Linked DNA regions of Zea mays: region 1 is linked to region 2. The links are chromatin contacts, called in public Hi-C maps. All regions are on one chromosome and are shown on one strand. Each heading gives the region's core, a stretch centred on a gene start, on an enhancer-like site or on the middle of the called end of the contact. The rest is flanking DNA. Distances are from core to core; before and after follow the strand shown.

Region 1 (5,260 bases), core at 1,046-3,545, 140 kb after region 2:
TATATGGATGTGACAAATAATCAAGCCTCCGTTTACATAGTGCACTGAACAAAGAGGTTCGGTTTACAACACAACAGGATATTACAAATAAACTCAGAATAATCCAGTTGCTAAGTGACTGAAACTATAACACTGAACAAAGTGCACTGAACACAACAGGATATTACAAATAATCAAGCCTCCGTTTACATAGTGCACTGAACAATGTGGCACACGAACTGAAAAAAAATGAAAAATGTTGATAGATGAAGTCAAGGGGAAAAACTCTCCAAGCCAGATCCAGAACAGCTTAACCAAGAAGGTAACAAATAGAAGAAACAAATGTGAGGACGTATATTGGAGAAGAAAAATGTGACCCATTTTATGCTATAAGACTGAGCATATTTTAACTCTCTTGGCTTTATATTGGAGAAGAAGAAAAAAAAGGTTATATTCGGCGTGGGGCCGTGGACCGTGGTATTGATTTTCTATTGGTTTTGGATCAGATATGATATCATTTGACATGAAGACTGAAGAGTAACCTTAAACTTTCAGAAGAGTAGGTGCTGAACTCGGAACAGCGGAAATTAACCTTCCTAAAAAAACATATATTTCCGATCAAACAGTACATGTGTGACAGTAGCTGAAGTAGAACAATACAAACTGATGCTATCAGTATGTCTTAACATCAACAGCTACAATCAGACAGGCGTTTCATCCTCTTCCAAATACCAAACTGGCATGGATTATTCATCGTTTTGTTTAAGGGGGTGTTTGGTTTATAGGGACTAAACTTTAGTCCCTCCACTTAATTCCATTTTAGTTCATAAATTGTTAAATAGGGAAACTAAAATAGAGTTTTAGTTTCTATATTTAGTAATTTAGGGACTAAAATGGAATTAAGTGGAGGGACTAAAGTTTAGTCCCTAGAAACCAAACACCCCTTAAGACGTGTAACATAGTCAGGAAAAAAAAAGTAATGAAGATACTGTGAGGGTCATACTGCAACCATCCTTATTTCTTACCTGGAGAAGTATCGATAGTAACTTGGGTCAACCTTTACTCTGAGAATCACCGTGTATGAGCAACAGTCTGAATCCGGAACGCAGCAGAGCAAGAAGCAGCCGTGCTGCTTCTATGGCTGCTGCTTGGGGTCACGGTACCCAGCATCGACCAGGACCTTCTCCTTCTTGGCGAGCTCAACGTCGCGATCAACCATCATCTCAACGAGCTGCTGGAACCCAACCTTGGGCTTCCATTTGAGCAACTTCCTCGCCTTGGTGGAGTCTCCCTGGAGGCTGTCGACCTCTGCGGGGCGGAAGTACTTCTTGTCAATGACCACATGATCCTTCCAGTTGAGGCCGGCGTAGCCGAAGGCAGCCTGCAAGAACTCCTCGACTGTGTGGGACTCCTCGGTGGCGACGACGTAGTCGGCCGGCTGATCCTGCTGCAGCATGAGCCACATTGCCTCCACGTAGTCCCCCGCGAACCCCCAGTCCCTGGCCGCCGAGAGGTTGCCCAGGAAGACCTTGGTCTGCAGGCCGAGCTTGATGCGGCCGACGGCGCGCGTGATCTTGCGCGTCACGAAGTTCTCGCCGCGGCGCGGGGACTCGTGGTTGAAGAGCACGCCGTTGCAGGCGAAGACGCCGTAGGCCTCGCGGTAGTTGACGGTGTACCAGTGCGCGGCGACCTTGGCAGCGGCGTAGGGGGAGCGCGGGTGGAAGGGCGTGTCCTCGCCCTGCGGCGGCGGCGTGGAGCCGAACATCTCCGAGGAACCAGCCTGGTAGTAGCGAATGGGCCTGCGCGACAGGCGGACGGCCTCCAGGAGGCGGAGCGCCCCCGTGGCAGTGACGTCGGCGGTGTAGTCGGGGACCTCGAAGGAGACGGCGACGTGCGACTGCGCCGCGAGGTTGTAGACCTCGTCGGGGGAGATGGCGTCGAGCGCGCGGCGGAGGGAGGAGGAGTCGGACAGGTCGGCGTAGTGGAGCCGCAGCGGGGGCCGCGGGGACGACGGCACCGCGTGTGGGTCGTGGTAGATGTGGTCCAGCCGCTGCGTGTTGAAGTTGGAGGAGCGGCGCATGAGGCCGTGCACCTCGTACCCCTTCGACAGGAGCAGCTCCGTGAGGTAGCTCCCGTCCTGCCCCGTGATGCCCGTGATCAGCGCCACTTTCCGCGCCGGCGCGAGGGCCCGCGGCACCGGGGCGGTCTCGCCGTCAGTGGCAGTGGCAGTGGCAGTGGTGGAATGAGCCATTTGGGAAGCGAAGCGAGCAAGGGGGGATTGCCTCGTGTCGGGGGGTCAGGTCTGGGAAGCAAATTTGTGGGGAAGATGCAGGGGGAGGCAGGGAGTATTTGTAGGTCCCGCCTGCAGAGCCGATGCAGCGGGGTCTGACCAGTCAAGTGTGCGTGTATATTTGCCAAACGAGCAATGCAAACAAAAATATTTGCCTTTAATTTTCTTTGAAGCTAGTCTTACCTCCCATAATTTCTTTGAAATGGGTTGTATTTTACTACTGCGTGTTTCAAGTGGAGTCCTACCTTAACAATGTAGTTACATAATTATAATAGAACAATTTATTTATTTATTTCTTAATAATCATTTAGTGTAAAAACAATTTGAATGAGGTATGGTGTGTAAATTAGTTTAAGTTACAGTTCAATCCAATTCAATACATGCGAATTGAGGTGAATACGAAAGTATCCAAATAAGGCCTAAAGAAGGTAGTGGCTTAACATTATCATTCAAGCTATAGAAAGCTATTGGCTGTAGTGCTATAGGTGAAGCAACCATCTGGAATGGAGCTCTAGTGACCTGATTGGTTGATGTTGTCGACGTAGGTGGCGTGGCAACGATAATCACTATGACAGGCGATATTGGAAGAGCAGTAACTATATAGTCCATGACACCTAGTCAAAGCCTATAGTTATACCCTAAATAGGTGTAGAGAAGTTAAGTGTTGTTAGATAGACTAGCAAAGTAAAGTGATACAAACTCTAACTCTAAAGTCCTCCAAACTGTATAACTAGGGCCATGGGAGTCTGTAGTGTAGCCAGAGGAGCCATATGAACTGATGGTGGTGACACGACTACTCTAGTTTGCTGGAAGTAAGTAAAGTTTTGAACATGTATCCACTAGCAACAATTGCTAAAACTGGTCTTGATGGGTCTGTATGGTCTCAAACAATGTAAGCATCATGTTAGTCTACCTTATTAGGCCTCTACCAACTGGTGTTGCTCCTCTCTATGCTCGGTCTCTCATCGAAGTTGCTCTACTATCATAAATTGTTGCTCGGTCGCTTCATCAAACTGGTCTTGATGGGTTCTCGATGGGGAAGCAAATCCTCTATAGTTACTTCTCCTGCAGTTGGGTCAATGACGTGTGGGCCTGATCTAGACCAGGCCCACATGTTAGTGGCCCAACTGCAGGGGAGGTAACTATAGAGGATCTCGTTGCCTCGATGGAGGTGTTGGAGGTGGAAGCAGTGGCACTACTTCAGTACACATCAGAGTTATCATCTGTGGTATATCGTTGCTTGGATAACTGTTGAAGCTCTGACTGCTCGACCTCTTTTAGACTGTGTGTAGCAGTTCACTCATATGATCATCGAAAACACTATTTTGCATTGTAGACTACATTGTTTGCAGAGTGGAGTTTGAATATAAGACTGGAGATGGGTAAGGTGCTTGAGATAATCTTATCGCCTCATTCTGCTCCTACTCTTGCCTCAATTGTCTTTTACGCCTTGTTTGTTTCGTTGGAATTGAATGCTATTTTAATAATTATAATTTAGAAAAAAAACTAATTAAGTTAATATATTTGTATATGTAATATATTTGTTTATTATCCTAAATTATATGAAAGAGATAGTTATACACTATATTTGTGTTATAGAGAATTAAGTAGAAGAGTGTGCTATAAGTTGTACATTAGAAAAGTAGCATGTAAATATATAGAATCAATCTTCATCTATCACCCAATGATTTTTAGATAGGCTTATATATAAACTTCAGAAAGTTATGAAATGTTACATTAAAAAAATATCTAATACATTAGTTAGATTCCAATTCCTCAAAATGAAGTGAAACAAATAGAGCCTTAGAGATGTCACAGTCATAGCGGCTGAGAGAACAAGCTCCTGGATGGGCGCCCATCACCAATTAGGGGGCATGTAAACTCTGTATCCACTGCCACAGTTGTTGAGTGTAAGGGCCCACTAGGGATGATTAATAATCAGGCTTGTATTTTGCGTAGGGTGGCTGACAATGAGCCTTAATACCAACCAAAACCATATGGTCCATATCCTCAATCTCACATATCATAAAGTCAATAATATGAAACTATGTATGAGAATTGCGAGATGAGGGCATCGCTGAAGTGTCAACCAGCTCGCGTAGGCTACCTTTAGTCAGATCCGTAGCTTTGCTTGAGATGGCAAAAGCAAGGGTGCGATGTGCGAGCTGGACTGGGGGAGAGGCAGGCACGAGCACGGTTGACCGGCCGCCGGGAGCACCGGAGACCGGACTTGGTTTCCGTTCCGTTCCATGATCCCCATGCACTGACCTGGTGCCCAGTTGCCAGTTGGTGCCCTTTTCGTATCTGCCACGGAATTCCAATCCACACCCCATATAGATTCCCCCAAACCGAGGCACGAGTCCACGGGTTGCAGAGAACGCGACTTGTACAGATCCAAATGGGTCGATCAGATCTGCCGACAGTTTTAACAATATACCACGAGTATATGACGCAGAGCACAGGATCCAAGAGCTCCGGAACGCTCGGTTGCAGAAACACATACAGGACGAGCTGCAGCTGCAAGCGACCCAAGGACAGATGCGTTGCTCTGGCACGTGCCATGTCATAGGCTCAAAGCAAGCAAAGGTATGTTGCACGAAAAGTGAAAGGGGGCAGTGCAGAGGGCAGACTAGCAGAGTCGCAGTGCCCTACTGCCGTCGTTCTCCAGGCACGTCCCATGTCGAAGGCTCGATCCGCGAGAACGTCGGTGCCGCAGTCTCGGAAAAGAACCATATCCTCTATCGGTGTGGCACTTGCAGTTGCAGGCGGACCACCTGTCGTCAGAGTTCAGTTCAGACAACCATCGTGGATTCATCATGTACTACACTACTACTAGTTCCCAAGCTCATCATATGCAGAAATGCAGGGTGTTTTCTGACCTAATTTAACTGCAGAGCTAGCTGATAGCTCCAACTGTCGGTGCCATCTGCAAAAAGAAGATGCAAAAAAAAAAGGTTAAGCAACCTACGTTTTGGAAGAAGAAAAATACAG
Region 2 (5,790 bases), core at 3,238-5,737:
GCCTCTGGATGCTTTGCCCATATTTGTTATTTGGACGTCAGGTAGCTTGCCCTTGCCTTCATCTGATGATATGCCAGTTTCTTGTACAACTGTCCCTAGAGGAGCAAGATTAAGTAGTTCCGGGTCATCTTCAAAGCCAAATGGACGCTTTGCTGGGTCCATTTTTCTGAATGTAATGGATATCCTGTGTTTTAGAAAGTAGTGCGTTAGATTTTCTTTAATACGTAGTTCAATGAATTTTGAAAAACAATACGAAAGATGAGCCGTGAGCGTCACCTTTTGGTAGGGACTGCTGGGACACAATGTTTTGCTACATCAGCACCATTGCCATTCAGGACTAGCACAGATCTGTGGATTTTCATATGTAGTAAGAGAGCCGTACAATTAATCTGATGGCCTAACGATTTAGCAATTACTAGTTTTGTGAACAGTACCACTGGAAAACAAGGACACAATTGTACAAATCATAAAACTAAAGATATATGCGACTATAGTCATTAAAATGGAAACAAGATACACCAAATTCAAATGTTAAAAATAAATAAGACATGCTGCAAGCCCGCGATAAATCATAGTACATAGACATTAGCAGCAAAAACATATTTTGTATAAAAAGTAAATACAAGGCAAAGGAGACAATTTAAGCAAATCGCTGTATGATGCAACAAACAATTATCTACAGACTTCAAATGACCCACTAAACAGTCTTGACATTCATATATATTCACAACTTTGAGATGTCAAGAAACAAAACTATCATCAAACTATCCACATAGTATAAAACAATAAACAAGTGCAACTAGCATAAGAAATCTATATGCAAATGAAAAGAACATGACAGAATATGTACCCGACAGGGAGAGGGATCGCAATTGAACCGATGAATTCTCCAGGGGCAGCAACTTTCAAGTTGGGTCCAAAAAGAATGTTGCATTCGCTGAGGAAAGAAACAGTGCAAAATGGCCTAACAAAATCATGGCTATCTATATGTGGTGGGATGCAATCTCCAGGTTCATATATATTTACAATGCAGCTGTCCGGTACACAAGTTGCAGGCAGAACTTGCCATCGTACCAATCTCTTAATCATAGTCTTAAAGAGGTCAGGCATTGGATCAGAAACAATGGTCCGTATAATGCCTGGTGGATTTCCTTTCTTATCCTGCCATGATAGGTTTACCATTAGAATTATAGATGGGGTTTCAACAATGTTTTCTTCAGTGTTCAACAATGCTTAAATGGACAGATATAGTTCACAAGATGGAATTTTCGAAGAAAAGTACCGTAGCGTAATTGTAACAGCATCCAAATTGGATTGTTACCCGGCCTTTACCACGCATCCATTTTTGGGGTTCTGTATATGTGCGCTCTGTCATGAGAGGAAATATAACTGGGTTTAGACAAACAAAAATAGGAAGCTAAATATAGCAAATGAACAACTGCAAGATACATGAATAACATATTAGCATTCAAATATCAAGAGACGAAAACAATATGAGTGTAATACTATATTATACAGTTCAAAATATATGAAGTATGATGGTACCTAAATTTACATTATAATTAAAAAACAATTGATTTTTTTCTATTTCTGGTTTCTCTAAATGTTAATTCAGTTAAAAAAGAAATAATTTGACTAATTCAATTAAGATATTCACCCCACAAGGTTACAAAGGATGAACTAAATTCAAAATAATATGATTCTGTAAAAAAACTAATTTGCATGAACCACCAACTTGACTTGGCCACTGAAAATCTTTTATGATTGCATATAGTCAAGTTGTGATTACCTATTATAGTATTCGGTGAATGTGTGGACTGGAGTCACAAAAATCATTTTTAGTTCAAAGTATTATTGTGCAGGCTAGCGTTGGCTCCACAAATGGGGGATGTGCATTGTGCAATCAGCCCACAAAACATGGGTGATGACAAGTGCATATTCCATTCTACATGTTGCATTTCCGTACGGTTTCAGCAAAAGATCTTTTCAGAAATGTGAAGAACCAAGTTCATTATGGCTAGTTTGAGAACTCAAATTCCATTGGGATCCCAGACTTTTCCCGTGGCCAAGTCATCCATGGGGTTGTCAATTGAATAAGCCACTTAGTTCATGCTGGACAATACATCCCTTCCCTCACTTCCAAAGTTGATGACAGCCCACAGCCCCACAATACTATTAATATACTGGAAACACAATAGAAAATTGATCCAGAATCAAAATAAAAACAGTAAGATGTGCATGTTTGCAAATGCTGATGTGAAAAACTGCAGTTGACGTACAAGAACATAAAATAAGTGCCAGAGGCTCCCACATGAGTGGGGCCTGACAGCTCTCACAATTGCATTTGCACTAGACCAGCCCTTCACAAGAACATAAAATAAATAAACCAGAAAAATGTGTGGGCAACACTAAATGATGCCGAGTTAGTAATGCAGGCAAGGTAAGACTTATGATTTATATAAACATGTAAATATTGGTGTACCAGACTCGTGTGAATGGTTTTCTGAGGTGTACTGTAAGCGTCCAGATCTATCCTCAAAGGCCAACACCAAGACACTACCAGGTCCTACTACGCCGTTTTGACCATGGCTATTAAAGTGTTAAGGCAAGGCATGGTGACCCACCACCCTCTTATCACCTAGGCACTTAGGCAGTGAAGTGGGCAAGACATGCCGCCATAATTACAGATAAAGCAGAGAAGGAAAAAAAGCCATTCACTCAATGGGCTATAGCCACAAGAACAAATTAACCCCCACTAGCAAAATAAAGCCCAACCCAAAGCCACCACTCCCCTCTGGCTTCCACTTCAGGTATACCGTACACCTCTCAAGTCTGCCACCCTTCTGTGCTGCCTCTCCAGTCCCCCAACACTAACACCCAGCAAGAGCAGCAACGAGCCTGTAACCCCCAAGTGCATCCACGGGCTATAAATCGGCCCCTCCCCAGTAGTCAAATGGATCCCTGCTGCCGTCCCCTTCAGATCACCACCGCCATAGTTGAGCAGGGGCAGATCTGCACTGGACATCGTCCTGGAGCCAGGGGGGGCAGAGCTGTGCCAGACATTGCGCCATAGCCTACGAGGATGAAGGAAGCAGGAGACAGGGTGGTGCCTCCCACTGGTTGCCGTCCTGATTTTCCTTCCTTCCTCATGGCCCCTCCTTATCTCATCCCCTCGTTTGGTTGGGCGTCAGCAATGCCATGGCCCCAACGAGTGCTTTGTCGCCTAGGCGACACCTTAAATCCATGCTGTCGGCTAGAAGTCACAAGACCCTACAACGCCTAAATAAACATGCATGTGTGTAGTAAAACTAAGGGGCATGTGGGAGCCGACAGCACTAGGTCTGTCCTCTTTTTTAATCATACTAGAGGGAATAGTTCTGGTACTACAAAGTTGACCTCCTATGGTAACATATAACGGTAGCACTTTGAGTTTATCCAAACATTCATCCAATACATATTCATTGTGAAAATACAGTGAATTCAACCCCAACTTCTAGACAGAGCACACCATGAGTCAAGACCATTAAAAATCAGGAGAGCGAGACTCACCTCCGAGCTCCCCACGCTGCCCTCTTGCCTGGAGGTCATACACACATTGGACAATTCGCCGCTGCTCAGCTGCGCTGAACACGCCGGCATGAAGCTCAAGGCCAGCGAGGATGTTGACGAGCTGGCCACGAACTCTCTCGTAGCACCTGAACTCCTTGTTGCGCACCAAGCTACTGAGCCTCCTCTGTTCCCGCTGCTCCCTCGTGAGCGGCACCTTGGGCCTCCCCGCCTCGGCCCCGTCCTCCCCCTCGTCGGCCGCTGCGGCCGCCGCGTCATCCTCCGCCGCCGCGGCGAGCTCGTCCTCCTGCGCCATGTCCGCCCACGACATCCTCGGTTTCTCCACCGGCGCCGGCGCCGGCGCCGGCGGCGGGGGTGGGGGCGGATCCGAATCCCAACCACTCGGCTCGAAAGGAAGGTTCTGCGGGTCCGCTGGATCCGAGTCCCACCCTGACGGCTCAATCTGATCGACCGGCGGCGATTCCTCAGCTGCGCGGCCTAGTTGGATGGACGTCAGGCACAAGAACTAAACGAGAAACCCTAGTAGCATGAGGGTACGGTCGCATAAACGCCGGTTACCTCGCGTGATCAGGGAGTCGACGCGGCCGCGGAGCGAGGAGGCGCAGGAGGGACAGAGGCCGGCAGAGAGGAAGGGGAGCCAGGTGGTGAGGAACTCCCCCGCGATGGCGAGCTCCTCGGCCGTGTACCCCTGCACGAGAGCCATCGCGTCGGCGGCGTTGGCGCCGTCGCCGCCGCCGCCACCGGAGGAAGAGGAGGACGGCGCCATGGCCATCGTCCCGCCGCCGGAGCGTGAGACCCCCTGCTCTGTAGTCTCTGATGAGTAGACCCGCCGCCGCCGCCGCCGCCGCGGTGACCCCGATTTCGATTCGAACCTGACTCCGTCGCCTTTCTGGGAAGGTTTTGGGGGCTCTTTCGTTAGATAACCTAGCGTTTTGCTGTACAGAATAATAATAATACCAATAATAAAGCCGCGCTGGGCTCTGGCTCGTGGAGGCCAGAAATCTTAATCCTAACCGTCGCTCGCTGGGACGGCCAGAACGGTGACGAAAAGAAGAAACGGACGGTCGGGGGCGTGGCGGGCTGACGCTTAGTAGTCTGCTTGCTTCGTGGGCTGGACCTATTCTGTGCTTCAAGGCCTAGGTAGAGAAGCGATTCTTTCTCCTTGATTGAAAAAAAAAACGAATATCGTATGATGAAAACTTGAAAAGCGTTTCTAAAAAAAGAAAGATGAAAAATTTGGTTTCGGCGGGTGGTTAGTGTTTGCAGATAGGATAGAGAACGCACCAAAATATCAGGTACTATCTCCGTCCCTCGTTTTTCAAAGAGTCGAACAGCTAAAATTTTAATCAAAATTATACAAATATATTAATATTTAAAAAGTTAAGTTAGTTTGAAAAGTAAAAATTTCACGATCGGAGTTACTAGAGTACGTGTTGGAGGTGACTGATATGACCATCGATCATGCTGATCACGGCAATCAGATCTTATGTACAAGCGTGTAATCAATGTTCCTCGTCAGTTAAATTATGATGCAACCATGTATTATAGTTAACACTTAAACTCTTCCACCATCGGCTCATGTAGATTTATAGAAAACCCTCTAATAAACCATGATTATGTCTACATTTAGATCATGATCTAACAGACCAAAAGACTCGCTTGCACGCTTGCACATTGGACATGATTGCATATTAGTTGTTGCTGCTGATCGCACCCGCAATCAAATGCACCAAATCCAAGAAAAAAACAACACATTGCCTCCACCAAGTGCGCTAAACATCATTATTGATTTATTGTAGACAATCGAGGATGAAAGACACTCAAAAGACGAAAAGTGTAACGGATAAAACATGAGTATATGATAGTTGTGTCGAACCTGGGTGCAACCGAGCATTACACGAGTCCACTTTATAGAGGTTTAGACTATATTATGTGTAGTACCCTACGTCCTCTTATATGATATATTGTGAATATGAACATAAAAGAAGGAGAAGATTACAATATAAGCATTAACTTAGCGTCATGCCCTTCTAGCTCTCTCCCCCCGTTTTGGTTTTAGTGTAAGTTATAGACAAATATTCCCTACTTCACCCTTATGTCAGCCCTTTACATATTGGACATCCTAAAGTTAATTACTAAGAAATCAAATGAGTAAAATCCCTCAATAGAGATGGCAATGGGTCCCGATTCTCCGCGGGAAATTCTTCCATCAGTTGATGGGGA

The links. A called contact is a pair of places that touch in the nucleus more often than the background predicts.
Region 1: a Hi-C map of ear shows a contact between it and region 2, with 1.8 times the contacts expected there. The contact joins the promoter of LOC103638108 here to the promoter of LOC103638106 in region 2. A contact is called at or near these places in 2 of 25 Hi-C or Micro-C datasets (ear and leaf).

Annotation. Positions count from the first base shown.
Region 1 is chr9:23,589,598-23,594,857 of Zm-B73-REFERENCE-NAM-5.0, forward strand. LOC103638108 (GDP-mannose 4,6 dehydratase 1) reads right to left here and starts at 2,296. Exons shown (of 1, transcript XM_008661096.3): 1 at 563-2,296. The coding sequence starts at 2,230. The coding sequence ends at 1,115.
Region 2 is chr9:23,442,833-23,448,622 of Zm-B73-REFERENCE-NAM-5.0, forward strand. LOC103638106 reads right to left here and starts at 4,488. Exons shown (of 6, transcript NM_001367260.1): 1 at 4,126-4,488; 2 at 3,550-4,044; 3 at 1,283-1,368; 4 at 851-1,161; 5 at 277-348; 6 at 1-184. The coding sequence starts at 4,339.